2 separate regions of the Mus musculus genome follow, and region 2 is linked to region 1. The links are chromatin contacts, called in public promoter capture Hi-C maps. All regions are on one chromosome and are shown on one strand. The core of a region is the stretch at or near the end of the contact, and the rest is flanking DNA. Distances in the headings are between cores, read along the strand shown.

The links. Promoter capture Hi-C pulls out the DNA fragments that hold promoters and counts their contacts.
Region 2: a contact with region 1 is called in a promoter capture Hi-C map of liver. A contact is called at or near these places in 2 of 39 promoter capture datasets (liver and pre-B cells) and 1 of 130 datasets of targeted methods (effector CD8 T cells).

What each region holds. Positions count from the first base shown.
Region 1 is chr19:10,971,745-10,978,893 of GRCm38.p6, forward strand. Ms4a10 (membrane-spanning 4-domains, subfamily A, member 10) reads right to left here and starts at 2,956. Exons shown (of 9, transcript NM_023529.3): 1 at 2,875-2,956. Ms4a15 (membrane-spanning 4-domains, subfamily A, member 15) reads right to left here. Exons shown (of 7, transcript NM_001034898.2): 7 at 6,563-7,149.
Region 2 is chr19:11,514,761-11,521,909 of GRCm38.p6, forward strand. It overlaps Ms4a6b (membrane-spanning 4-domains, subfamily A, member 6B), which reads left to right and starts at 3,799. Exons shown (of 7, transcript NM_027209.3): 1 at 3,799-3,914; 2 at 5,563-5,725; 3 at 6,911-7,045. The coding sequence starts at 5,579.

The DNA of each region.
Region 1 (7,149 bases), core at 1,706-4,205:
TATGGTGGCGTTGGGCCTCCATGCAGAGACAACACTGACACATGCTTGTCCTCAAGTGGCTTCTTTGGGCCATGGAGGAAGATTTCACAGTCCCCCTTCTTGTATTCTTCCCTCTAAAACCAGAGTCATGTGGCCAGAGCTGCCAAGTTCTGCTGTTTGGTGGAGGGGGAACTTAGCCCCCTTGCTCAATTACATTTTCATGAGCTTTCTGTTGTTGTTGGTTTCCTTCACTACTTAAACTTTTCTCTAATTCCTTTTCACAGGTTGGACGCTTAGCTGGGTAGGGTCTAGCCCTGAGGTCACTACTCCTCTATTCTATTTAATATCAGGTTTTTCTTTAAACTTTTTATCTTCTTGAGCACTGGACTTGGCTCCGACACCACCTAGCCTAATACTCATTTTCTTTTCATAGTTTACATTTTATATTTCTTTTTGTCAAACTTACTCCTTTTCATTGTATACCTGCACAAGAGTGACTACTAATAACCACATGACATAGCCAATACTAGGCTGTCTTGAAATCATCCATTTTAACACCATTAATCCAAAACCCTTCAATTTAACCCCAGACAGAATTTTAGGACAAGGGCAGAAAGCAGTCACCTTCTTCACCAAATACCACATGAACAGTTTCTAGGCCACTTACTACTAATCTTCCTTTCTGAAATCTCTTGAGCCAGGCTGTCATAATCTACATTGCTTTCAGTACCTCTGTCTTCCATGCTTCTGTTAGTAAGTGTGTTAGTTCCCATTAAACCCCACTTAAAGTGTTCAACAAAACATTTTAAGAATTTAAAGTCTCCAAGTCTTCCATATTTCTTCAGCAAACAGCATGGTTAGGCCTGGTACCAACTTCTATCTTAATTACCATGAAGAGGGGAAGAGGCACCATGACCAAGGTAACTTATAAACAAAAGCATTTGATTGGGGGCTTGCTTTTGCTTACAGTTTCAGAGTTTTAGTTCATTATCATCACAGCAGGGAGCATGTCAGCTGGCGTGACTCTGGTGAAAGAGCTGAGAGCTTTACGGAGGCTGAGTGGGGGTGGGGCTAGACCTGGAATGGGCTTTTGAAACCTCAAAGTCCACCTCCAGGGACACTCTTCCTCCAACAAAACTACACCTCCTAATCCTTCTAATCCTTTCAAATAGTATCATTGGCTTTTGTTAGTCACTCTCTGGTGACTAAGCATTCAAATGTATGAAGCTATCGAGGCCCATTCTTATTCAAACCACTACACCAGGTGGCTAGCCTCCTCAATAGTGCAGTCTTTCTCCCTCCTCAAACTTCCTCTCCTGGGCTTAGGTTTTCCCTGGAGTCCATCTTTTAGTAATAAACCCATAGAATGCTTGTGCCCTGTTACCTTGCCCACCTTATCTTCAGGACTGGGCAGACTGCCCTGGGGTGAAGGTAGACTGGCAGGATGGGAGGGGCAGAGGGAGAATTTTTTGGTCTTCTCTCCCAGGCTCCTCAGCTAGAGGAGCCACAGACCCAGCTGTCTGGTGTCTTAAGGAACCGTAGGGTCTTGGTGATTTATACTCAGCCTCAGACTTTCTGCAAATCTCTCCCGTTTCCTTAGCCTGTGGGAGGCAGAGACAGAGCTAGGAGGATTCTGTAACCTTTTAGTGGGCCAGAACATGAATCTTCCAAGCAGACAGGCCAGGCCTAGCCCTGGCTCTGCTCCTGCATCTCAGTGTCTAAGTCTGTTTCTATGGATACACAGGAACACTAGTGCTTGCCTGAGGGTGGGCTGCAAAGATTAATTGGGCCAGGGCCAGAGGTTAGAATTTAGTAATAAAAGCCAATGATACCTGCCCTACAGCCTGAATCTCACCTGACCTCTGTCTGGTTTTCTGTTAAGAGAGGTCCCATTCTAATCTCCAGGATGGGGAGTTCATTGCTTCTATCTGACTCCTGCTCAGAGCAAGGAGGAAATCAGCTATGGGATCCTGATAGCTGGGAAGGTTGTGTCGAGGAGAGTGTGTGGAGACAGTTATCTGGGAGCACACAGGACTGCCCTTCAGGATTTTGTCTGCAGAGCAATGAGCTGGTTGCCAGGGAATGTCTAGAATGGATAAGATCTGTCCATGGGAGGTCTGGGTTAGAAGGTTGAGAAAATCTTGATGGGAATGTGACCCTAAGCAGACAGTGCAGAAGAAGTCAAGAGAGCAGAGAGGGTAGTGTAGTGTGTGTTTACACATACGTGTGTATGTGTATATAATATGTGCACATATATGTACATATATGTAGATGTATGTATGGGCATGTTAGGCAGAGAAAGGCAGGTACCGAGAGGTATGGAGTCAGTGTGACAGAGTGGCTGCTGGCAGCCACCCTTAGAAGATTGGGTTTTCAGTTATGTTAGGTCAGAAGGGGCCCTGGCATTTGCAAAGTAAACTTTCTCGAGGTCTCAGGGCTGGGCACTTGGTGTAAAGGGAAGATATGGGAAAAAGAGGGTGGAATTTCCCAAGTGTCTTCCTTGCTTTGCTTTTTCAAATCTGTCTCTCTGTGTGCTCAAGGTTCCAGGGTTAGAAGGGACGGGGTGTCATTCCTCTTAGCTCTCAGAATCACCAACTGATCCTGGGTAGTGGGCTGGGCTCCTGGTAGCAGACTCCTTCCTGGAGAGAGGCCCGTAGTAACCCCACTTCCCAGGACTTCATAGCATGGAACATTTGTTCTCCAGCTGTTGTGGACATTGCTTGATAAACAGTTCCTGTTCACTTCTGGGGGGGTCAAGTTTCAGCCACTCACCACCAGCTTGCAGCTACTGACTGACGAGCACAAGAGGCTGATCTCTTGTGTTAAGACTGAACCCCACTTGAGGCCCTGATGACCCTCCCTTGTTTGTTTCTGCTGTGGAGAGGGGGTACTCACCTGGCCCCGGGAACTCTGTTGTAGGCTTCAGCTGTGCCTGACCATCCAGAGCTGCCTCAGCACAGAGCCAGAGGTGGAAATCAGAACATCTTTATGGCTTTAGACTTTGGATTCTTTTCTTTCTGGGACCCACCCCTTGCTCACACTCCCAGCTAATCAGAGATGCATGTCTGGACTAGATCCTTCAAAACCATCTGCTTCCAAACCTGGGCAGGTGAAGATCTGAGTCTCCTTCCTTATGTCTCCCTTTAACAGCTGAGACAGTTAATGTTGCAGTGATGACATTTCAGTTCATGGAGCAGTTCATTGTCAAGTTGGTGAAGGCAGCATTTGAATGAGTTGATTATTAAAATTCTCAAATTTTTATTTGTGTGTGTGTGTGTTGATGTGGGTGGCTGATATGAGTGTGTGATTGATGTGTGTCTGTGTGTCTGTCTGTGTGTCTGTGTGAGTGTGTGTAGGTCAGAGGACTTTGTGAAATTGATTCCTTCTTTCCACCTTTCCACAGTGCTGAGGTCTGAACGGATATTGTCAGGTTGTGCAGTAACTTTAGCTTCTGAGACACCTTTCTGGCCCCTCAAAGAATCTTTTAATTTTTTGAAAGTTAAAGTATCCACAATAGTGGTTACAATGACCCTGCCCTGGGCCTTGTGTCCCTCCTCAAACCAGCCATGGTCATCCTAAGTTCTTGCTTGACTTTGGTCTCTGGTGGTAAGCCAGACAGATGTATTGTCATCTGTGTAAGCATGGTAGTGTTTGTCTTAAAAGGTATGGTCACGTGACCACAAGTAACAGGAAGCCCTGATTGAGAGTGAAGTCCAGCCACCACCAAGCTTGCAGCGCATGTGACTTACAGAGAACTTATATCTAAGGCATGTTTGGATCTTGACCATGGACATGGTGAGATGAGAATGTGTAACTTCAAGCTGTCCAGTCTGTCTCATGCAGAACTAGATAACTACTGTGCTTTTTCTATCTTTTTCCTCTGGTTTTTAAAGACGGAGAATACACATTTAATTGTTAATATTTAATATACATATTAAAGTGTATGCAGCATATGCAGTTAGGTAAATTTGTATGTATATATGTGTATGTTGGTTTATTTGTGTGTATTATTCTCTATCTTACTTTTCTTTCTTTTTTAAAAAACGATTTTATTATTTAATATGTATAATTGTTTTTGTTTGTATGCATGTCTGTGCACCACATGCGTGCCTGGCACTCTCAGAGGCCAGAAGAGGGTGTCAGATCCCTTTGAGCTAGAGCTACTGACAATTGTAACTGCCATGTGGCAAGTGGGTGCTCGGGAGGAATCAAACCTTGGTCCTCTGGAAGAGCAGCCAGTACGCTTAACTACTGCTGAGCTGTCTCTCCAGTCTTCTTACTGTGTGTGTGTGTGTGTGTGTGTGTGTGTGTGTGTGTGTGTGTGTGAGACCACGTGTACACACACAGAGGCACGTGCACACACACAGAGGCACGTGCACACACTAAAGTTAGTGTTATTGACGATGCTCCAAAATGGAATTAACCTGGTTATCCATCAACAGGTAAATCAATTAAACTGATAGAATAAAACAAAAGGTTTATAGTATTGAAAATAATAAAATAAAAATATAAGATGTTACAGATAAATCTCTAACATTTCATTCAGTCAAAAGAGTCAGACACAAAGATACACACATACTATATAATTTCATTTGTGTGATGATTAAAAGCAGGCAGAGCTAGTGATGTTTAAAGAAATAAATAAGAGTCGAGCTTTTTAAAAAGCTTCCCACCTGCTCTGAGCAGAACTGACTCATTGTGGGAATAAGGCCAAGAATTTGTTTCCTTGCCCCACCCACCTTTGATTATTAAGTATAGTCAACAACTGTGGAATGACCAAATAGGGAGCTAAGTAAGAGCCCCTGGGAGTAGTGAGAGCGCCCCCTATAGTTCTCGCACTGAAGTGCCACCCTGTTTGTCATCAGTCAGAAACTCAACCTGATGAAAACTGAGGGGTAGGTAGCCTTGGGGTGTGATTAGGATTAGAAGGCTATGGGGATGAGGGCATAAATGAATCCTAGTACTTTATCAGAAACAGAGAAGAATCAGATTCGCATGCATGATTTTCCTGCCTTTTGTTGAGCAATGCTTTGTGCCACCTTTAGACTCTGCCTGGAGGACAGACTCACCACTGTACGTGAACGTTTGACCTTCAATCTCCAGAACAGCGAGGTAAATAAATCTCTCTCCTTTATTAAAGTTAGGATCCTTGGGTATTTGATAATAGATCGATGCTTCATCCTATGTAAAAACAGAACTCTCTGAGGTTAGGCAAGCTAGGGTTCTCCAACAGAAATTATTGAAGAAATATCTGCCATTATTTAGACTAGGTTTTCTCTCAGATTTTTTAAAAAAAGATTTATTTATTATTATATCTAAGTACACTGTAACTGTCTTCAGATGCACCAGAAGAGGGCATCAGATCTCATTACGGATGGTTGTGAGCCACTATGTGGTTGCTGGGATTTGAACTTCGGACCTTCGGAAGAGCAGTCATCGGTGCTCTTAACCACTGAGATATCTCTCCAGCCCTCTTCTCTCAGATTTTTATCCAGAACCTTTGCTCATTGTCCTGAAACAGAAATGCCTGTTCCCAGATGGTATTTTGAGATCTCTTATTCCTGTCTGTCTCAGCATAAACTTGGTTGTGGTTATTGTGGGTTCTGAGTACTCAGTCAAGATATGAACAGGTTGGAAGGGAATCATGGGAGATGACATCAAGGAACAGTGGGAAAAGCATGAAGCTAATGATGTAATGACGATCTAGATGGTTAGAAAACGGGCATCTGGGGGGCTGGAGAGATGGCTCAGCGGTTAAGAGCACTGACTGCTCTTCTGAAGATCCTGAGTTCAATTCCCAGCAACCACATAGTGGCTCACAACCATCCGTAACAAGATCTGGCGCCCTCTTCTGGAGTGTCTGAAGACAGCTACAGTGTATTTACATATAATAAATAAATCTTAAAAAAAAAAAAGAAAAGAAAAAGAAAAAAGAAAGGGGCATCCGAACCAGACTGAGGTGGGAGGCTGGGCAAATCTGGTAAGACTTTGACGTGCGTACAGTCAGCACATCTTGAATTCATTAGTATTTGTTAAAGCCTACTCGTGATTAATGTCAGCACTCGGCAAGCATGTATGTAAGTTCCGTGTATTGTGGAATCTCATTAGCGTTCTCCTCCGTCCACACGCCGAGTTCAGGCCTCTGAAGGCTTCCTTTGTTCTCTTACTTGCCCATCCTAACTTTCAACCCAAGGTCTCTCATGGAACCTGGGACTCACTGATTCAGATAGATTTGTTGGCCATGCAGGCCCATGGGTTCCTCCACTCTGTGCCTCTCCAGTGCTGGGACTACAGACCCGTGTCACTGTGCCCAGCTTCTCACTTGCATGCTGAGCACAGAGACTCAGGTTCCTAACCACGGAGTCATCTCCCCTGTCTCCACACAAGTTGATTTTCACATATGCAATTACCCATGTGATCATCATCGAATTCAAGGCATGGAGATGTCCCTAACTGTAAGAAGTTACCATATCCTGCCTGCTCTTAATGGGGGTACTTGCCTGAATCTCCGATTAACCATGATTAAGCCCTCAGAAGATCCCAAACTTAAAAAGCAAATGCCACCACATTGAGACCAACTTAAAATCTAAGCCACGCTGTTTATTTTTCTCCAAAGTATAGATGATACAAGCCATATGTCAGGGCCTGTGAACACTGGGCTGAAGTGGTGACTCTCAGGGGCACTCCTGCTTTTCAGGCAGGGTTGGGGGAGTATGGAGTGGTTCAGTCTCCTCTGCAGCCTCCTGTCCTAGTAGGTGGGCAGAGCCAGAGTCAATGCCAATCTTCTGTTACAAATAAGGAGAAGGAGGTTCCGGGGTGGAGAAGAGAAATGCAGGGCTTAGCCAAGAGGTGCTTTTTTTTGGTTTTCGAGACAGGGTTTCTCTGTGTAGCCCTGACTGTCCTGTCCTGGAACTCACTCTGTAGACCAGGCTGGCCTCAATCTCCCAAATGCTGGGATTAAAGGCGTGCGCCATCACGCCTTAGTCTTATGTGGTGTAGTTTAACACTCTAGTTTCCGGGTGGGAAAATGAAATCCCAAAGATGTAACAGCAGATGACAAAGGACAGAGCTGATCTTCGGAGCTAGGAGCCTGGAGGTCAAGCCTTGCTCTGAGCCTCTGAAATGCCAGTCTATTCTGGAACATTCTGAGTTCTCCGTGCTTAATGATCT
Region 2 (7,149 bases), core at 2,549-5,048, 540 kb after region 1:
TATGTGTACCCTCAATCATAATAGGTTTCTCAAAGACATAAAGCTTTATGAAAAAATGGATATCATCTGATTTATGAGTGCATTCACTAGCACAGGTATTGCTCAGTGGTGTTTACCTACTGGTGAGTAGTAGGTAATAGAGAACATTATTAAATCATTCAGTCTAGTGAGATGGATAGGTAAAATCAGGGACACTGTGAGCATCCTTTAGTAAGACACATGTGATGAATGAAGAATAAACTGAAGACTTGGGCTGGAAGGTAATCGATGGGAATGACAAGAAATGATCGTGTATAACACATGTAGGTAAATATCTACCAAAAATTGGTAGAGATTGCCATGTATGCCTAGAATCTCAGCACAAGGCCAGCCTCTGTTACATAGTGAGTTAGAGGCTAGCCTGGGCTTCAGGAGATCCTACATCAAAGGACCAAAGGAGAAATTGGTTCAAACTGTTAACACCTTAAAGGATAGTTAAACAAACAGCAGTTTGATATATTGAGTGCTTGAGTCTTTAATAAAAGTGAATGAATAACATTGTGAGGGAGGGAAGCAGTAATGTAGAAGTCTGGTGGTAGAAGAGTTAGAAGAAACAGATGTAATGTTGAATGTTAGTTTTAGACTTTTGTTCAGAGATGATTATAAGAGTGATTAAATTAGGAAGGTAAAGATACCAGAAGAATTATTTTGCGATAGAACTAAGGCAGTCAAACTCCACATGCCTACACTTAAAAGGGGAAAGTAAGGATCAAAGTAGAAAGCCTAACAATTAGTCAGAAAAGCATATTACATCAGGCAGCAGGAGCCGATAGTAGAGAAAAGTTAAACAAGGAGAAAATAATTAACCACGTTGGCTTGGGAAAGAGAAGAGAAAATGGCAAGTCTAAATGAATGCAAACTGAGCAGGCATTTCCCAGAGGGTGTGGGCTGAGGACCAGAACATTTGCAAAAGTGTTGAGAGATTAAAATATAAGGTCCTAGATGACTAATCATAGTGTATTATTGTTAGTTAGTTTTCATCTTCAGGTTAAGGAGCAGGGCTCAGACTCTGGAGACCACCAAGAATGTAACAGCAGAATGGAAATAAGGTCAGACGGGGAAGAGCAACATTTTGCTCAGGCTGCAGATGTCCCGATTTCAAATAAAGCGCAAAAGCCCTAGGTTTGGGAGAAGAGGAGAGACTGATTGATCCTGAGGGTGGATGGCTGGGGAAGGTAAGGGGGAACTTGGCGAAACCAACACTCTTATGTCCACTGTGTAGGACTTTGTGATAGTCTTACAAGCACTGTCTCATGGACCCTATTAAATGTCTTTACACACACTTCAAATTGTACGAGCATGAAATGAAGATCAGACTGGTGAGGGGATGTCAGGTTGACAGATTCAACTAATTTATTAGCAAATTCTCCTGCAGACAAAAGTGGGTATGCTTGCCCTCAAGAGGCTACCCTTCACCATGGCCAAAGCTCAGAAGAGCAGCTGTACCTCACTAATTCACTAGGTTCTGGGACAGTGATGAGGGCACAGGGCACAATGTGAAGGGAACAGTGACAGTAGGCATCCTGGAAAAGGAGAAGAAACACTAGATTTGTTTTTTAAGTTATCCATTTTACATCCTGCTCAAAGCCCTCCTCCTTGGCACCCTCCCCTCCTACATCCCTTTCTCCATTTCCCCTCCCCTTCTCCTCTGAGTGTATCCTCCCACCCTGGCACTTTAAGTCCCTATGAAGCTTCCTTACCTACTGAGGCCACACAAGACAACCCACCTAGAAGAACTTATTCCAGGTACAGGCAACAGCTTTTGGCATAACCCCTTCTCCAGTTGTTTGGGACAGATTTCTTAGAGAAGACAGTCTCTTGGTCTTCTCCAGAATTGAAGTAGGGCTTTCTTTCTGTGATGTTCTGGCCTTGCTGAAAAAGGTGACTTCCAGATGATAGAATAATATGTCTTAGCTTATGTCTTCAGCCAACAGTTCACACGGGAACTGTAGAACTCACAACAGTAAAGAACAAAGGGGCCTTGTACACTCTGAGAAGCACTGGAGAGCCAGGATTATTAAACAGGTGGCTTATGTCTTCTTTGGAATGGGATGAATAGCAGTTCTTCAGGGAATGCCAGGAATGATGTGGGTTTACAACCTTTGCTCTTTGATGAAACAGGCTCTGCCCATATCTCCCAGAATTTGTTTTTACTTATCATTGCAGACTCTTACCTTAAACTGTGAGCACTGCTTTTAGACCATAAACCCCGCCCTCATGAGGGACGTTACCTGTACCTTACCACAGCCTTTACCACAGGAGGCTGATGTTATCTTAGGGCGAGGCAATGCTGAAACCCACAGGCATCACTTATCCCTCAGTCAAGCTCCCTAGAGCCTAAGTCTTGGGCACTATCTCTTAGTCAACAGTACCCGTTCTTGTGGAAAAAAAAAAAAAAGCCAGGTGTGCTTTGTAAAGGACCTCAATGTAACATTACATTGTTGTGAGCTTGGGCCTGAGTTCATTGCTATCTGAAAACCTTTTGTTCCAAAATTGTGCTGTGCTTCACTATGGCTAAAGTAAAACAATCTAGGCTAGACCAGCACCAGTTACAACAAAATGGGGCTGAGCTGAGTTTTATTCATCTCTTCCTAAATTGTTTTGTTGTTGCTGTTGTTGTTTTGTTTTTCCTGCCTGCTGTGAAACCTGCAGGGAATTACCACACCACAACCCTCTGATGTGACAGTGGCTCACACTGTCTCCCTAGGTTCTTTTTGGCTGACTCCAAGGAAAGAAGGAAGGAAGTTGTCAGCGTGTAGCTGTCCAGTTGCTGCAGCTGGCTCTAGTTCCCCTGTGAAGTTAATTATGTCAAAGTCAGCTTCTGAATTGTGCCTACCCAAGGGCCTGAAAGCCACAGGGACACATGTCTTCATGACTGTGTCTGGAGTGCAGGATTGTTGAAGTCATTCCTGGTGTGTTGAAACTTCTCTGCTTGCTCCTCTCCTGATCTATTACTTTTCTAGAAGTGTCCAGTAACTCCCTGGACACATCTCCTGTTAGAGAAGTCCAGTGGTCTAGAAGAAGGTTAGAAGAGATGAGGAAGGCTCTAAAGGGAGTATCAATTAACCAGCGAGTGCTGAAATCCTGTGTGCAGGGGTTTTTTTCCCCAGAGGCTGAAGAGTTACTGGGGGAAAAAGTATGAATAACAAAGTACCAAAAATACTGTAAAATGATCAATTGTTACAATTGATTATACATTACAGTGTGCTCAGTAATGTATTAGCCTATAATAAAGTAATATATCAAAATCCAAGGTCATGATTACTATTATCATACTTTACTCTGCATTGTGAAATGTTTTATTCATCAATACTACTATGACTTGCAATATCATTAGTAATCAAGAAAGTTCATTAAATAGTAGTTAGAAGGAAGACAGGTCTTTAAGAAAAACTTTCATCTTTTTTCCCTTTTTTGATTAGATATTTTCTTTATTTGTTTTTCAAATGTTATCCCCTTTCCTAGTTTCCCCTCCAAAAACTTTCTCTCATCTTAATAGGTTTTCCCAGCATGTTGCTGTTCTTTGTTTAACTCATAAACAACTAAAGTTCAAGAAAGTGAACTTGGGCATTGCATGCAGCTAGTGGGTGTTGCAACTCACTACCTCACCCCTCACTCTATCAAAACTGGTTCAATTAGTAATTTTTCTGAAGTTACTGGGACTTTCTGATATAGGAAGTACAGGCACAATAACAGTCCTCAACCTGTTAAGCACCACTTCCTGTGCAGTGAACACAGAAGAAGGAAGGGCTGGAGACAGTTACAAGTTCACAAGAAGGAACCAAGGATCAGCCTGAGAGAACCCAGAGTTAAGGCTCTTCGGGTTCCTGAGAGCTCGGCTGGAAGTGACTGGGTGACAAGGCACACAGGCTCAGGTAGGCAACCCTGAAGGGACTTCCCTCTGTGTAGCACTCTGTTTCTGGGACTGAGTTACAAGAACTTGCTGATGCTCATGAAAGCAATGGAGACACGGGGGCTCTTTAGAATTAAATGGGCAAAGGCACAGGGCATCTGGCTTACCTCTGTCCTGGCCATTTTAGCTGCATAATCTTGGTGATCACTGACATAAGGAGCAGAACTCTCAGGTCATTCACTGATTAGGCAGCCTAAGGGCTGAGAATAGCACAGAGAACAGAAGGGAGCCAAGATGAGCTCAGAAACCGATTCCCCAGGGAACATGGTCCTTCCACCTAACAAGGGCATGATTGTCAGTATCATGACAAAACTTGAAAAAAGCTTAGGACTCCAGGACTTCTCATATGGGTGCATTCAGCTGCTTCTTCACACTGAAGAGACTTAAACACAGGCTGCCCCTGGCAGGTGGGAAAATAAGGAGAGAACCAGAGTCAGAGACAGCTGTGCCGCCACACACAACTGTGTGTAGGCAACTGGTCAGTAATGAGAACTTTGCCTGTTTATTTAGCATTTATTTGATGTTGCTGTGCAAAGCATCATTACTTCCTCATATACATCAAAGTTTTGATTCTGAATTTGTTACTGATTGTGATTTTATTAATTAATGTAAAGGATTGTTTTCAAGAATAAAAACACTAGATTATGTCTACTAAAATATGATAAAATGTGAGGTGCTAATCCTAAAATTGGCACTATTAGACACACGAAACAGATGCATAGGGTTGCACGTTTTGAGTGGTACATAGCATGGATTGGAAAGCACTGAAGGCTGACTTTAGTACCTCATGGATAGCAAAGCAGCCGGACAGTGCAAGTCATTGAATAAAGACAATGCACTTGTTCTAGGTGAAATTGGGAAAGAGCCAGAGCTACATCTGACAAATTTTGTGTAAACATTTGGGCATAGAAACAGAAACCTGTGGGGATCCAGGATTTCCCTTCCTATGAGGTGTTTATTATCTAAAATCATTGTGGTGTGTTTAACATTTTGAAAAAAATAACTCCTAAATCTGAGATGTGATGGTTTTACATTTCTCTGTACCAGCAGTTTCTTCTGCCAAAGGACAGGTCAAGGATGCCCAAAGGTGCACAGTCTGGGAGGTGGGGGCAGAACTGGGAAGCATGGTTTGTTTTGTTTGTTGTTATTTTATGTTCAAAGCCAAGGCACTTAATGACTTACTGAAAATTCATGTGCTGTGTACTCTGATCATGCTTTTCCTTCCCATTTCTTTTCCTAGATCCTCTCAAACTATCCAACACTATCCAACTTTGCATCTTCTCTCTCTCTCTCTGTCTCTGTCTCTGTCTCTGTCTCTCTGTCTCTCTCTCTCTGTCTCTGTCTGACTCTCTCTGTCACTGTCTCTCTGTCTCTGTCTCTGTCTCTGTCTCTGTCTCTCTGTCTCTCTGTCTCTGTCTCTGTCTCTCTGTCTCTCTGTCTCTCTCTGTCTCTCTCTGTCTCTGTCTCTCTCTCTCACACACACACATTAGCAAAAACAACAAAAAAGGAGAATGAAATGTAAATCAACCAAGCAAACAGAACCAAAACTAAACCAAACCACTACAATGGGCACAGTATTTTATCACACCTGAGTCCATTTTCTCTTCCAGCCGTGGGAGCTCAATCATGATTCCACAAGTAGTGACCAGTGAGACTGTGGCAATGATTTCGCCAAATGGAATGAGTCTTCCCCAAACAGACAAACCCCAGCCTTTCCACCAGTGGCAAGACAGCCTGAAGAAACATCTAAAGGCTGAGATCAAAGTGATGGCGGTAAATCCCACTCAGAACATCCTGGGGTGGGTAGAGGGCAGAGGGTGAGGCTCTATGTATTAGGACCAGAGATAAATTTGGGTGGGGGGAGCCTTCAGTTTTGACAGAATGATCACAGAGTGGCCAGTACATTGGTGGAAGCCCCATGGCAAGCTGCTTACATCACTAAAACCTTCTAAAATTGGCAAATAATTCCGTTTATTATGATGAACTTGGACTACACTTCAATGACCTTATTCCATGTGTCATTGAGATTTTGTTGTTTAGTTCTCTTTTTTTTTCTTTTCATTTTTGAAGCGTACCTTACTAAGTTATTTTATTGGTGAAAATATTTGTAGCTACATTCTAGGTGCTCTCTGAGTGTAAAAAGCTCTTCTCCTCCTTAGTGAAAAGAGACGGTACAGAAAGACCATTGGTTCTCTACTCTGTGTTCATTCTAGAATCACAAATGCAACTATTTTGGGTAAAGGGAGAAGAAAAACATTTGCTGTGAGTTGTTTTTCAGTCTTGTCTGTACTAGCGCTATATGCATGGGTCTCTGTTACCCAGTCTCAGAACTTAATGGAACTGATGGCCTCGTATTGGGCATACATACAAGCCACTGGATTCCTTTGAAGTACATGTAGCAAAAAGTTTATAAGATTTCTTAATACAAAATTCCAAGACCTGTGAGTCTGAGAGGTGAAGGAAGGCATCAGGAAGACAAAATTGCCCTTTTAATATGGAAGCAAGGGATCCCAAGAATGAACAACGGGACTGAAGGTCCTGTGGAGCTTGACAGAGACAGTGGACCTATGTAGTAGTCTGTGGGTTCTGAATGATGTGTGGAGAGGTTTCCACATTCTAGTGCTCAGAGTGGGAAGGGTTTCAGATGCCTGTTTTTCCCACAATAGGGAGCAGAGACTTGTTACCCATGCACTCACGTTCAGCCCAGCCTGGAGATGCCAGAAAGGGTCATGAGCATGCAATGGGTTCAAGGACAGAAACGCCTAAAGGTGACCCGAGGCTCTAGCAGAACTACATCCCCACCAGAATGAGCTTTCCTCTCTCACTGCAGAGCTTGTACAGTGTCTGTGTGCTCACTGGGATGTTTGTAGAAGATGACAATGCACGGGCACCATGGGAAAAGTGGAGAGGTCCTTCTTGTCATTGCTGGTTTAATCACCATTTCCCTTCTTTCAACAGGCAATCCAGATCATGTGTGCTGTGATGGTGTTGAGTCTGGGAATCATTTTGGCATCTGTTCCCTCCAATCTACACTTTACCTCAGTGTTTTCAGTCCTGTTAAAATCTGGCTACCCATTTATAGGAGCTTTGTTTGTAAGTAGACTTCTGTGGGGAATAAGATGGGGAGGAGAGAGAAGGGAGTTTTCACCTAGCTGCATTCCTGTATACTGTGAAAAAAAGGTCAATGGTAAACCTTG